Linked DNA regions of Mus musculus: region 1 is linked to region 2. Evidence: chromatin contacts called from public capture Hi-C data. All regions are on one chromosome and are shown on one strand. The core of a region is the stretch at or near the end of the contact, and the rest is flanking DNA. Distances in the headings are between cores, read along the strand shown.

Region 1 (7,132 bases), core at 3,828-6,327, 290 kb after region 2:
AGCCAAGACTTCTTGACTGAAAGATGGACTTCCCTAGATTACAGGACTCATGGATGAACATAAGCACTGAGTCCAGCTACGGCGATAAAACAAGAGTCCTGTGCTCTCTCTGACGTCTACTGACATACCTTGCAAGTGCTCCGACCTGAGCTACATCCTCAGCCCTATGCTTTAGTTTTTACTTTGAGACAAGGTCTCACTGTTACCCAGACTGGCCTTGAACTTGTAATTATTCTTCCTTCCAAGTAACTGGGATTATGGGCTAACCACCAAAAAGATGCAATCAGAGTTCCGCAAGGAAACCCATCTGTGTGATAAACCACACATGGTAAACAGGCTTTGCTTTGTGCACATGTACTGCACACATATGCACATTTGTGCATTTGTGACCATGGGGCACTGTGTGGCTGTCCAAAGACAAGGACTAAAACAATGACAACTGAAACATCAGCACTTGGGCAGGGCTCATCTCCTGTAGAGCCACCAGATCTGAAGCAGAGATCAGTCCTGCAGTGGCCTCTGCTTGATCAGTGGAGAACTGGGTGGTACAGAGCAGAAATCTCCAGCCTGAAGGCCTCGTAAGGTAATCCCTGTGAAGCCCAGCTCCCAGCATCGTGTCAAAGTTCAAGCAAATGAACAAGCCTTTTCAGAACACATGCCACCTTACTTTCTTTCTTGGACCCGTGTGCCTAAGGGGTGGAGGGACCCTTAGTCACCCAGTGTGCTGGCAGCCTGGTGCAACAGCAGCTATTTGGCAACTCTGTGCAACTGAATGTAATTATTAAATGAGCAAACGGATGACAAATGGCAAGAATCCTGTGACTCAGCTAGCGCCCAGGCAAAGGGTACGTGAACACTGAGAGCTACACACTGAACAGGTAGAGGCCGAGCACACCATTAGACACCTGTTAGTCTCTACTTTCCAGCACCAAAGCACACCAACATGTGCTGCTAAGCAAACAAGCAATTTGCAATCTCTCTCCCCCACTAACCAAAGGAGTGAAAGCAACTTTGGTTTGCTCTCTGCCGCCACGCCAAAGATGGCCACTTGGAAGTAGGCAGGGGCATCCAGCCTTGTCTGCCAGCAGAAGTGGGCTCCTTACCTGCTGTCACCTGGGCTCAGCCCCTGCTCCAATATGCCCGTAGAAGAGAAGACAGGCCCACCCCCTGAGCTGCTGTCAGCCCTAGAGCTCTGAGAAGGGGGCTCTGGGCCTGCTGGAGCCAAGGCGTTGCCATCCGTGGGCGGGAGTGGCGGCTGGAAAGCGGGGGCTATGTGCTTTCTATTTAGAGTGCCACCCCGCCGGTGGGCCTGGAAGTCCATTAGCTTCACACCAAAGCTACACAGAGAGAAGAAACAGTCAACACACCACACATGCCGACTAGAGAGACAGAAGCCCGCAGGTTCTCACTGTTAAAACCACTGAAGGGACGCCGCCCACGTTGCCCAGCATGCAGGTAAGTGGCAAGACATGTCAGCGGTCATCCCAGTTACCAAAGCAAGCACCTGGTTCTGGCTTTGAACCCTAGCAAAGCCAACCTCACACACTGATCAACAGATGCCCCTGAGCAGGTGGTGTGTGCAGCTGAGAGCAAGCAGGCAGCCTCATGTCGAGTGACACAGTTCTGTGCCGATCGATCGATCGAGTTCCCATCTCACATGTGAGGAGGTGGAAGCCACATCCATAAGCACACCAGTGGCTGTGCAAGGCCACACCACTGCCCCTGAGCTTGCAGGAGACACAGACGCAACTGTGTGTATGTGTGCATTTGGCTGAAAGCTATGGATAGCTGGAAAAAACAGTTGGTTTCTGGTAGGATGGCGTCTGGAGGATGGGGCAGAAGGAACACACTCTTCATTCAGAGCATTAGGGTCTGCATTGCCAAACCTAATTTTCTTTTTTTTTTTTTTTAAGATTTATTTATTATTATATGTAAGTACACTGTAGCTGTCTTCAGACACAAAAGAGGGTGTCAGATCTCATTATGGATGGTTGTGAGCCACCATGTGGTTGCTGGGATTTGAACTTAGGATCTTCAGGAGAGCAGTCAGTGCTCTTAACCGCTGAGCCACCTCTCCAGCCCCCTAATTTTCTTTTCTTAAGTTTGGAACATTGAGAGCCTGGACCCCATTAACTGATGTTTTCTGGAGAATAAGCAGAGCAGACAGCTAAGAATGGTGTGTCATGGGCTAATGAGACTAATAACACCTCATGTAACTTAAATTCAGAAGAGTAACTGCTCTAATAGGCCACCAGGGGACGATGGCAAGGACTGAGTGAGGTTCAGGTCACAGTAGTCAATTACAAAGGATGACGGTGAATCTCAGGGAAAGCCTCTATGGAAGCGAAGCTTTCTCTGAACAAGAGAAGCCCACGGTGAGCAGTCTGCCAGGGTATGAGGGCAGCGAGCTGCTTCACACGGCTTCATCTTACTTGGAGAAACTGTCACTTGCTAGCATTTTCCTCACTTAAGGGCTACGTTGCCCGATGAAGGCAGGAATCATAGTCTTAATTAGAACTGAACATCTCATAAAGTGCCCATAGACAATAGGATGGAAATATACTGCCTCGAAGTTTAAAACATACATTTTCTCCCATCCAGGACTGTCAAATTCTGGGGCTTCTCTCAGCAGTTAGCAAATATATCAAGGCCAAAAATATGTTTCTCCACAGCTCACTGGGAAATGTGGTTGTCTTCATATGATTCTCAGCCAAAAATCCACACGTTAACTATGTTTCCTTAACACTCAAGACACATGTAAGTGGATTTAGTGTGTGTGACAGCACTCTTTTTACCGTGGGCACAAATAGGCCATCAAGTAAAGGCTGGTGCACAAGGTGCAGATGTTAACAGACAGGCTACGCCCCCTACTTTGTGCACAGATTAATGCCTGTAGAGTTGGACAATGTGGTTCTTGAATTATCTAGACTCTGTAGGTCACGGTCACAAAGGAGGCCATTAAGCCAGTACCAGATGCATGGTTGAGTGTCCTCCTACATGACACCTATTATTTCTGTGGAAGTGACCAGCTCTGCACGTACCTCTCCTTCTTCACCAAGTCCCCTTCCATCACTGCCATGCTGGCAGGTCGCTTCCTCTCCAGAGTCCCCGAGTCAGAGTCATTTCCAGTATGGGATGAGTGATTAGAATTCGGGGTAGCAAGTGGCACAAATGCTTCTGATACATTGAATTCTACCTCTGTCAGAAGAGAAACAAATGTGAGACTTGGCACGGGGGGGGGGGGGGGGGTCTCCAATGCCCCAGTGGGAGGAGAGCCTCGGTAGTCCACAGGAGGAGCTCAAGGACAATAGATCTCTCTCCTACCCATTTTTGCTAAGCAGCAGCAATGATTGATTCGAGGACAGGAAGACAGAAAAGAACTGAGCCCAGCCCTGCATCAGGCATCAGGAGCTCACACTGCAGTGCACGAGGCAGCTGGGCTGTACTGAGAAAAGCAGGGGCAACACCTGGGGACACAACATCCATACAACCAGCTCCTGAGGAGGAGGCCATGGGAACCTCTGTGGATCCCATGATCACAACAAGAGAAACTGGAAAATTCACTAGCTACAGAATAAAACCCTAATCCTCTGACCTTCACAAACCAGCTCCAACCAGCCCTAGCCTTGCCTGCTTTATTTTCTACTTTTGATAGTCCAAACAACTGTCTACGCTCACCACAAAACCTGTGCTAAGTGAAGGGCCCCTGTGCTGGCAGCATCACTCCTAAAAAGCAGACCTTGGCTCTCTTTTCTCAGCAACTAAGCTTGTCAAATCTTTCTCTATCCAACATTCTAATCTGCCACTTGATAATTTTATAACTGATCTGTTTATATGGTTGCCTTTTCGGGGAATCCAAGTTCCTTCAGAGCAGACAGTATACAACCATAGCCACTAGCCGGAATTCAATACATACTATGCAAGCATATTTTAGTGAAACTAAGGGAATCGGAAAATAATATAATTATCACCATATCAAAATATGAATGTACATGAACGAAATCTGAAGTGAAGTGTGAGGAAGAAAAACCAATTACATAACCAGCAACATGTTTTCTTCCTTTAAAAAATGTGGTGTACTACTGTGGCACAGCTTCAGCATCCGTAAGCCTGGACCCATGAGTACCTCCAGGGAAGAACCAATCTGCATGCTGGATGATGGGCTCAATCACTGCAACCACGTGGACCGATGTGGCAGCCGCTATTTCAGCCAGCGTTCTGCAAGAAGTTCACACAATTAAAATGCTTCACCTTGGCAGCCTCACATCTCTGCAAGCTGTCAGGGCATCTCGATAATTGCTAATGGATAAAATATTTACAACAGATACAAAAAGATCACCCACAAGGCCCTATCCTATGAGTTTGCCAGTAACAGCCCAAGAGGAAGAATTACCCAGTATTATCAATCCTTCCGCAGCAGAGTGGAACTGCCTGAGGTGGCCTGGTGTGGGCTGAGGGGATGCAGCATACAGGCTGAGTGAGACTAGAGTGGGAGCTTTATCTATGTGGCTTTGGGGGACGCCCTCTTCTAATGCAGCTGGCTACAGAGGGAGTGGTCACAGCCCTATAATCACTCCCCATCCCCAAGTTTCTAAAAGGAAACCAAATAATTTATTGGTTCCCCACTGAACTTTGGCAGAATCATGCCTCAGGTTTTGGTTGGGACCTTGGAAGAAGGGACAGATGCTGCTTCACATCTGTGGGAAGGAATTTTACTGGTGGTGCCTCTAAAGACCTTTAAAGGTCTCTGGCCCTTTCCTCTCTGGCTCTCTGATTTAACACTTCTGCCACCTGCTCCTGCTGCCATGAGAGTCTCCCTTGTCAGATGCTCACAGCCACTCAGCCAGATGACACCCGAGGCTTACATAAACACTTCCTACTTTTAAGCTGTTCTCTCATGTACCTGTCACATCATGAAGTCTGGGGCACAAGGGACGTGATTTAGAAATCACTGGATTCCTAGGAGCCTTCACATTCAGCTCTGATGGCCTCAAACCAATGTCCCTGGTCCTAGTGTCACTGTGCCTCAGCAGACCGTCTAGCTCCTTCACATTCCAGCATGACACAAGCTTTCCTGGCAAAGTGCCCTTCTGCCCTTCCACATGTGAGGATTCGGATCAGCTCCCATGCTCACTTAAAAAAACACACTGCTGGTGATTCAGAAAGCTTTCTTTTGGGTATCTCACAGACTTTTGGAGCATCTTCTTCCTAGCTTTGATCTATGGTGCTTCCTGACAAATTTCTGGGCATTATAAAAAGCTGTGTCTACTACTGTTAAATATTCTGATTTTTAATCAGCTAATCCATACTGATTTTTGAATTTTGTCTGTTTCCTTTGAAGACTCTTCTTGTCCCCACAACTAAAAACTCGCATTACTTTCTATGTGGGTATTTTTGGTCAGGGTTTATTTGCTATATGATCTATGCACTTAGCCCATCTTCCTACTTAACTGTAACTTTGCTTTATGACATTGTATGCTTGCAACTATTTTCTGAAACAAAACTGGGCATACACAAGCAACTGAATGACTGATTCGTTAAAGCTGATCAGCAGCAATGACGGAGTGACAGGTGAGGATATGGACTTTGTGGCCTGCGCTTATAACCCACCACTGGCCTGCCACGCAGCCCTGGGCAAATTGCTGGTTCTTCTCAGACTCAGCTCCCTCAGATGAGCACTTGCTGCGCAGCTGACCCCTTGTGTCTACCTCTGCAACTTAACCCACACGGTTCAATGCCAGCACAGGCCTCCTAAAGGCAGCAGTGCGAAGCCATTCTGCTTAGGACAGTATTAGTGACTTTCACACTGTTATGGCAAACTGACTCAAGGAAGCAAAGATTCGTTTGGGCTCATGGTTTCTACCATACAGGTGAAAGGACTGTCACAGCAGCAGGATACTTTTGTGAAGGATTTTCTTATGGAGGTAAAGCAGGGGCCAGGCATCACCTTCAAAGACAACCCCTAAAAACCTGCCTCCAAAGCAGGCCCCACTTCTCAATAGCTCAACCCCACAAAACAAGACCATGACCTGGGAAACAGATGTTTGAAACATGGTCGTTCGTATGAGAGGCATTTTATATTAATAATGGAACAGGAGCCTTGATGATTCCCATAGGACCCAGGAGAGTAAGTTCCAAACAAGTTAGCCATATATACAAGGACCTTCACAGCCTACCTCTGTCTGTCAAGGCATCTTCCAGTTGTCCAGGGCCATGCATACTGTCCTCAAAGGGCAGAATCTAAGCTGTGCCTCACTAGGGTGACTTCTCTGGTTTCAGTGCCAAGGGCAGGAAACTCTTCATTCACGAAAGTTAGCAAGTGTTACTCCCAGAGGAGGGCGCTCCACAGCCCCCTCTTACCTACACTGTCAGCACAGAAGGAGCACAACAGCACACCCCAATGTGTGCCCAGTGGGACAGGGCTATGCTGAGGTAAAAGCATGTGAAGATAGCAGGGGGCAGAGGGGGTTCCTGAGGGCAGGAGGTGACCTTGTGAAAGACACCTTCCCCACACTGGAGAAAAGAAACACTCTTTTCTGCCATGACAGGATGATGAGGACAGTCTCTACAAATAAATAAACTGTTGGACAGTCCTCGTTTTCCTAACATGTCTACACTCAACTGTCCAGCCCAAGGCCATCTTGCCACATGCTCACATACACTGCCCAGGTAGAGCAACATTTGTTTCTTTACAAATGTTTCTTTGTGCCTTCATTTTCCCATGGACTTGCAAAAACCTACAGGTTTTTCTCTTGTCAATTTGCTTATGTCAGTTAAATTCTTAGGCATAGCTACAGACACTTAAGGGCTTGGGGCATGGCTCTATCCCTGTGGTACCCACACAGAGATGTGTGTCGAGCTTGTCATCATACAGGGGCTGCCAAGCTGCCTGTCTACTCAGAACTCAGGCCTGGAGGCTCTCTTAGGTAGGGATGATAATATCTCCTGTGTTTCTGTGTCTCTTAGGTAGGGATGATAATATCTCCTGTGTTTCTGTGGCTTCCAAACATGAGCTGGATGGGAAGTCACCTGCACTTGACTATGTCCCTTGAAATCTGTCACGACCCAAGCTAACCACAGGAAGGAGAAGCTTACGCATGAGGTGGGAGGAGCCACTTACCCTTCTTGTTTG
Region 2 (7,238 bases), core at 420-2,919:
CTTTTTAAAAATAATGGTCATTTATGTTTGTGGAGTTATGCATATGAGTGTAGTGCCCATGTGCAGGCCAGAAGAAGGTGTCAGATCCCCTGGGACTGGACTTAACAGGTGGTTTTGTTATCTTGCCCCAAAGGAGTGTTGGGAACCAAATTCAGTATACAGTATACTCTAACTGTTGAGCCATTAAGCCATCTCTCCTGCCCTTTGGGAGTTTTGTTTTTTCCAGTCTTACCACATAACCCAGACCGACCTTGAACTCTTGTTCTGTGGGTCTGATGTTGGCTTTCGTTTTTGTTTTGTACTAAGGATTGAGCCTAGAGACCTAGAGCACGCACACACACTCAAAATCTAGCTTTATGAAATCTGTGGCACAATGTTCAATATAGTCAATATAGTCTTGTGCAACAGTACACCACAACTTCGAGCTTCCTACTGAACAAAAACTTGATAGGCAACCCGATTGCCTGGCCTTCACAACCTCAATGGCTGAACACCTTAACTGCACCCTTATCTGTAAAATCAACGGTTTGTGTTACTTCTTGCTCAGACACTAACTCAAAGTGGTCAGTTACCCTATATGTAGCCCAGGCTGGCCTCCACTCCTCCAGCAGCTTCCCAAGTGCTGGACCTGCAAGTGTGAGCTGAGGGATCAGATCAACCTTTATAGCCTTATGAACAGGGTTGTGGGTAGAACCCACACGGAAGAAAGGAATCCGCTCAGACAAGTTCTCTGACCTTCACACGTGCACCCTTTGCCATGTAGATTAATAAAAATTGTAGGGGTTGGATAGATAGATGGCTTAACGGTTAAGAGCACTGACTGCTCTTCCAAGAGGTCCTGAGTTCAGTTCCCAGCAACCACATGGTGGCTCACAGCCATCTGTAATGGGATCTGATGCCCTCTTCTGGTGTGTCTGAAGAGAGTGACACTGTACTCTCATAAAATAAATCTTTATATAAAAAAAAAAGGAAAAAATTGTAAAGGATGTTTAAGAACACCCTCAAATTACAAATGCCAAGGTTTCATTCTTTTTATGACTGAACATGCTGTGCATAGTAAGTAAGTAGTATTTCATCTTTATTGGTCAAACAATTGATGGACACTTAGGAATCTTTTTTCCTTTTTTTTTTGTCTTGTGAATAGTATTACAATGGAGAAGAAGTTTTGTTTTACAAATTGGTTTAATTCCCTTTGGATGTATACACCAAATGGGTTTACAGGTATGTTTCAATACATCTGGCTAATTATTTTTTGAGATAGAGTTACCATGTTGCCTGGCCTCCTTGGCTCAAGATCTCTTACCACCCACCCACTTTCACATCTGCCCTCTGAGTAGCAGTGAGTAATTATAGGTGCACAGTACTGTCGCAGCTACTTAATCATTTTAGAAACCTTCATATTTTCCATAATGGGCTGTGCAAAATTAGTTCCTGCCAGCAATGTACAAAGACTATGTTCACATCCTCTCCAGTAGCTTAAGAGGGCCTGAGCTCAGACCTATAGAAGCCAAGAAAAACCTGACCCAGGAGCACATCTCTACAACTCAAGCACTTGTGTGATGAGATGGGAGAGACAAGAAATTCCCCAGCAGCTCCAGACCTCTTCTGATCTGCAGAGCTGAACAGCAGCTGACCCTGGCATACCCGAGGTGGAAGGGGATGACTGACATTCAGGGTTGTCATCTGAGCTCCACAAATAAACACTAAAATCCCAGAGCTGCTGTGAAGGAACACAGATGCAGGAGATGCTAAATACAGGAGAACTGGGATTAGCAGGACTATTCAAGATTTCAAGTTAATTCTTCCAGTCATGCAGTATAAGCAGTTTACCAAAGCATTTCATCTTTTGAGTACACTATAGCTGTCTTCAGACACACCAGAAGAGGGCGTCGATGTCATTACAGGTGATTGGGAGCCATCATGTGGTTGCTGGGATTTAAACTCAGAACCTTCAGAAGAGCAGTCAGTACTCTTAACCACTGAGCCATCTCTCCAGCCCCCACATTTCATCTTTTTTGAGACTCTGACTCATTGTATAGCCCAAGAGTGACCTTGAACCTCTGATCTCCCTGGCACAGCTTCCCAGGTCTTTGGTTATGAACATGTACCACCTGGACTGGTCTATGCAGTGCCAGGGATCAAACTTGGGGCTTTAGGCTAAGCCTCCTCCCCCCAAGCCTCCTCAGTGACCAGCCTTTGACATCATTTTTGGCATTAAGGATTTTCTAAAAAATGATTGTTAATTTCCTTCTACACTAACTTTATAAAAAAACTCAATGGAGCTACCCTGGTGCCTTGAGCTTGTCACCCCAGAATGTTAGTAGCAGTGTAAGAATACCACAAGTTCAAGGCCAGCCAGGACTACAGGGTGAGACCCTGAGCCAGGCCTCTAGTCCCAACACTGGGGAGGCAGAGACAGGTGGATCTTTGAGTTCAAGGCCAGTTTGGTTTATAGAGTGAGTTCCAGGAGAGCCAAGACTACACAGAAGAACCCTGTCTTCAAACAAAAATAAGCCAGGCAGTGTTGGCACACGCCTTTAATCCCAGCACTTGGGAGACAGAGGCAGATGGATTTCTGAATTCGGGGCCAGCCTGGTCTACAAAGTGAGTTCCAGGACTACACAGAGAAGCCCTGTCTTGAAAAACATAAAGATAATAATATAAAATAATATAATAAAACAAAAACACTAACAGAAGGTAGACAATGACTATTGAAACCAACATGAACCTTGCTTTTTTCTTGAAATATCACTGTGTCTACAGTGACTAGGGCTACAGTAACAGGTTACAGTGACTGACTGGGGCTATGACTGAGATTACACTGACTAAGGTTACAGTGGCTGACATTACAGTGACTGACTGGGCTACAGGAAAGAGTTAATCTGGGAAAGACCTGGCCCACACGTTTTAGCCCATGGCTGAGGCAGCTCTCATAGCATTGTGGTCTTGCATCAGAAGTGGCAAACAAGTTGTCAGAATTGAATAGAGGGCCAAAAAGTGGACTGAGTGGGAAATTATCAACTGTAAAGCTATCTTGTGTTGTGCCTCAGCATAAGCACAGATCTTTCTTTCAATGTCCTTGGAAAAAAAAAAATATCCCAGCCAGACAGAGTGCCTCACGCCTTTAATCCCAGAACTTGGGAAGCAACAGAGACAAGCAGATCTCAATTAAAGGCCAGCCTGGGCTACTAAAAAACATTCCAGGACAGCCAGGGCTACACAGAGAAGCATGGTCTCTGGAAAAAAAGATTCACATCTTCACATTTTAAACATTTTTTATCTAAAATTGTATTACACGACCCTTGGTGTTGGTCAGTGTTTTCATTTCTAGGATCGTCTCATCTTGACTAGTTTAAATGTTTTCAAACTTTCTCATCAACTGGTCACCTAAGCTCTCTATAACTATCTAGAGATATTTTTTTTAATATAAGGAACTTCATTTCCTATTGTCTTTTTCTGTCTCATGTGTCCCAGACTGGCTTCAAACACACTCCAAGATAGCCATAAACTCCTGGTCTCCCTGCATCCATCCATCAAGTGCTAGGATTACAGACCGTCAGCACCCTGACTATAGTGCTGGGAATGTAGCCCAGGGCTTCACGCATGCGTGCTAGGCAAGCAAGCTGAGTAGCCAGCTCATCCCTGATATCTTTGATGCTTGTAGTGCAAGATCTAGTTTTTAGTCTACTCCTTTTTTTATGTTGCTGTCCCCCACCCCGCCCCTTTCTGGTATTTTCCCTGTAGGAGGACCCCAGTCTTTACAAATGTTCTAACCACTCTCCCTCCCTTCTCAGAGCACATCTGAGCTTTTCATGTACACCCCCCACCCCATCCTTGTACACCGTAGCTCTTCATCTTTTAAACTGAAATTAGTCATTAAGATCCTTTCCTTAACTGAGAGACAAGTCCCCTGGGATGAATATGCCATTAGAGCAGCTACAGACAGTGCTTTCAAATAGCAACATTTCCTCTGCCTATAGCTTGTCAAAATTACAGCCTAAGTTATACAGAAGTACAATAGCCCGGTTGATTTGTAAGTGTTAAATGTCACCGACGGCAAAACAAAAATGCCACTAAAAGCTGCGTTATTGCCAGGTGGTGGTGGTGCACACATTCAGTCCCAGTGCTTGGGAAGCGGAGGCAGGTGGATCTCTGTGACTCTGAGGCTGCCCTGGTTACATGGAGAAACCCAATCCTGGGAGGTAGAGGGGGGGGGGGGGAGAAGCACTATCTCCATAGATCAGATTTACAAAGGCGCAAGCCAACACTTTGAAGCACCTTTCCCCAAGTAATTCTTGTAACACCGGCTTAAATTGAAATGGACTTTAAAACTGTTGATGTGTATCTATCTGAAGCTGAGAGCCAGTAAACTGGCTCAGCATCGTCGCGCTCACCTTGAAAGGCAAATGACCTGAATTCAATCCCTAGAACCCACAGAAAGGCAGAGGACAGTGCAAACCCCAGGATTGTCATTGGACCTTCCCACATGTGCCTTGGGCATACGTTCATGCAACCCTACCCCTCCTCACATTATAAACACTGCAATCATGAAGACCGTATAAAACACCTCAAAACGCAACTCGTTTGGCACAGTAAGTTTCCTCATAAAAACTTTTCTTGGAATTAATAAAATCTCTCATTTTAGAAAATGGGTGTGGACTGGAGAGATGGCTCAGTGGTTAAGAGCACCAAGTGCTCTTCCGAAGGTCCTGAGTCCAAATCCCACAACCACATGGTGGCTCACAACCATCCGTAATGAGATCTGACGCCCTCTTCTGGTGTGTCTGAAGACAGCTACAGTGTACTTATACATAATAAATAAATCTAAAAAAAAAAAAAAAAGAAAGAAAGAAAAAAAAGAAAAAAGAAAAAGAAAATGGGTTGCAATAGATCCCAGAACTATGGCTTCCTCTCAGTACATTCAAATGAACCAAGGGTTCCATCCACTTCACGGTTTTCTTTTCAGTTTGGGTTATTCAATAGCCTTTCCCTTCCCATGGAGAAAAAACAGGCTGCCCTTGTAGGCCTGTCACAGAGCTACCATCCTGCCAGCTCTTGGGAATTCTCTCTGATACAGCACCCTTCCATCAAGTCATAGTTCCACCTAGTATCTTTTTTTTTTTAAGATATTTTTTTCTTTAAATTGAAAATAGATTTTTTTTTTCATACAATGTAGTCTGGTTGCTCTTTCCCCTCCCTTAACTTCTTCCTACCTAAGTTCATATTCCTTCTTTCTCACTCTCATTAGAATATAGTAATAATAATAAAAAATTAAAGCAAACCAGAACAGGACAAAACAAATAGTGTCCTCTCTTACCATTTGGAGTTGGAGACACATGTTCTAAAAAAATCCATGAATTTTACCACAGAAGGTAAAAAAATGTGTCACTCTGTGATGTCAGAGATCTTCTTACCCCATGGTCTCTGTGTGAAAAATTATTTTTACTCACACTTGAACTGTAGAATTCTGTACTACAATTTCTGATATCAGTAAGGAGTTCAATGCTATTTTGATTAATCCATCTCTACACTGGGATCATTGTGGCACTTCCCTTTATTTTAAGGAATACACACACACACTTGGGATGAGGGTAGAGGGGGACATCAGAGGACAATTTCCACCATATAGGGCTCATAAATCAAACTCACACCATCAAGCTTGGTGGCAAGTGCTTTTTCTGGCCAGCCCTACTTTTGTTTCTGAGTTGTATAAAACTTTTGATGTCGTTCTTCCTGTTCTCCACCATGGCACAAGACCAAGGGGAAAAGGAGAACCTCATGCTCTGCTTCAATATCTGCGTCGGGAAGAGCAGAGACAGACTGACCCGGGCAGCCATGGTGTTGGAGCAGCTCACAGGCCAGACCCCGGTGTTTTCCAAAGCTAGATACACTGTCTGGTCCTTTGGCATCCGGAGAAATGAGAAGATTGCTGTCCACTGTACAGTCCGCAGAGCCAAGGCAGAGGAAATTCTGGAGAAAGACCTGAAGGTACGGGAGTATGAGTTGCAGAAAAATAACTTCTCGGATACTGGAAACTTTGGCTTTGGAATTCAGGAAAACATTGACCTGGGCATCAAATACGACCCAAGCATTGGTATCTACAGTCTGGACTTCTATGTGGTGCTGGGTAGGCCAAGGTTCAGCATCGCAGACAAGAAGCGCAGAACAGGCTGCATTGGGGCCAAACACAGAATCAGCAAGGAGGAGGCCATGCGCTGGTTCCCAGTATGCTGGGATCATCCTTCCTGGAAAATAAACTTTATACAAAAAGCCAATAAAATTTCCTCAGAAATGGAAAAAAAAAAAAAAAACTTTTGATGTCTTGATCTCTGTGGGGAACTTGATCATCATCATGGTGTTAGAGCTGAGCCAGTGGAACATCACTACTAGTAACTGGTCCATCTTGATGATGCCGTTGAGGAATCATCATCTCTTTCTACAAAGGATGTAGAGCAAGACCTTTGAGAAGTGTGTACATCCGTCTGTCCTGTGTAATACAGTCTAGTAATGTCTTCATGACATTTAACCTTCCAAACTCTAGCTAGTGGCCATTGGTTTTGCCCTTTTCCTTTTTCTTTCTTATCTATCACTCTATCACTCTATCACTCTATCTATCTATCTATCTATCTATCTATCTATCTATCTATCTATCTATCCATCCATCCATCCATCTATCTCTCTATCTCTCTACCTCTATATCTACTATCTCTATCTCCTTTTTTTTTCTTTCTCTTTTGGAGACAAATTCTATGTAGCCCTGGCTGTTCTTGAACTCACTGTATAGACCAGGCTGACCTCAAACTCCCACAGCTCTGCCTGCCTCTGCCTCTGCCTCTGCCTCTGCCTCTGCCTCTGCCTCTGCCTCTGCCTCTGCCTCTGCCTCTGCCTCTGCCTCTGCCTCTGCCTCTGCCTCTGCCTCTGCCTCTGCCTCTGCCTCTGCCTCTGCCTCTGCCTCTGCCTCTGCCTCTGCCTCTGCCTCTGCCTCTGCCTCTGCCTCTGCCTCTGCCTCATGAGTACTAGATTAAGACATAGCCACCACATCCCACTGGTCTTGCTTTGTTTTTAGCCTTGAAGTTTTTCTTTTGAATTTGGCTGTGGATGTCTGAACATGTGTGTTTGGGGGCTTGCTATGAAAAAAACAATCCTGGGCCTCTGTCCTTAGTCTGTCCTTGGCATCCACCTTTGGTGGCCACTGACATCTAAGATTTGTAAAGCTCAAGAGGTGCCTTGCTGGTTTG

Evidence for each region. Capture Hi-C pulls out chosen DNA fragments and counts their contacts.
Region 1: a contact with region 2 is called in a capture Hi-C map of embryonic stem cells, with 4 times the contacts expected there. The contact joins two enhancer-like sites. A contact is called at or near these places in 6 of 39 promoter capture datasets (cranial neural crest, frontonasal cranial neural crest, hippocampal neurons and 2 more), 16 of 484 Hi-C or Micro-C datasets (bone marrow-derived macrophages, cerebellar granule neurons, cerebral cortex and 10 more), 1 of 115 datasets of contacts at active chromatin or transcription factors (cardiomyocytes) and 2 of 9 other capture datasets (embryonic stem cells and liver).

Annotation. Positions count from the first base shown.
Region 1 is chr7:123,293,369-123,300,500 of GRCm38.p6, forward strand. It overlaps Arhgap17 (Rho GTPase activating protein 17), which reads right to left. Exons shown (of 20, transcript NM_144529.2): 14 at 7,121-7,132; 15 at 4,127-4,218; 16 at 3,042-3,198; 17 at 1,104-1,337. Among named protein-coding and RNA genes, the nearest start is that of Arhgap17, 73 kb to the right of the region's middle. Within about 2 kb of position 5,078, at least 14 of the 459 cell types and tissues checked have an H3K27ac peak or open chromatin away from gene starts, as enhancers often do.
Region 2 is chr7:123,004,367-123,011,604 of GRCm38.p6, forward strand. It overlaps the pseudogene Gm6905. Among named protein-coding and RNA genes, the nearest start is that of Rbbp6, 37 kb to the left of the region's middle. Within about 2 kb of position 1,670, at least 6 of the 459 cell types and tissues checked have an H3K27ac peak or open chromatin away from gene starts, as enhancers often do.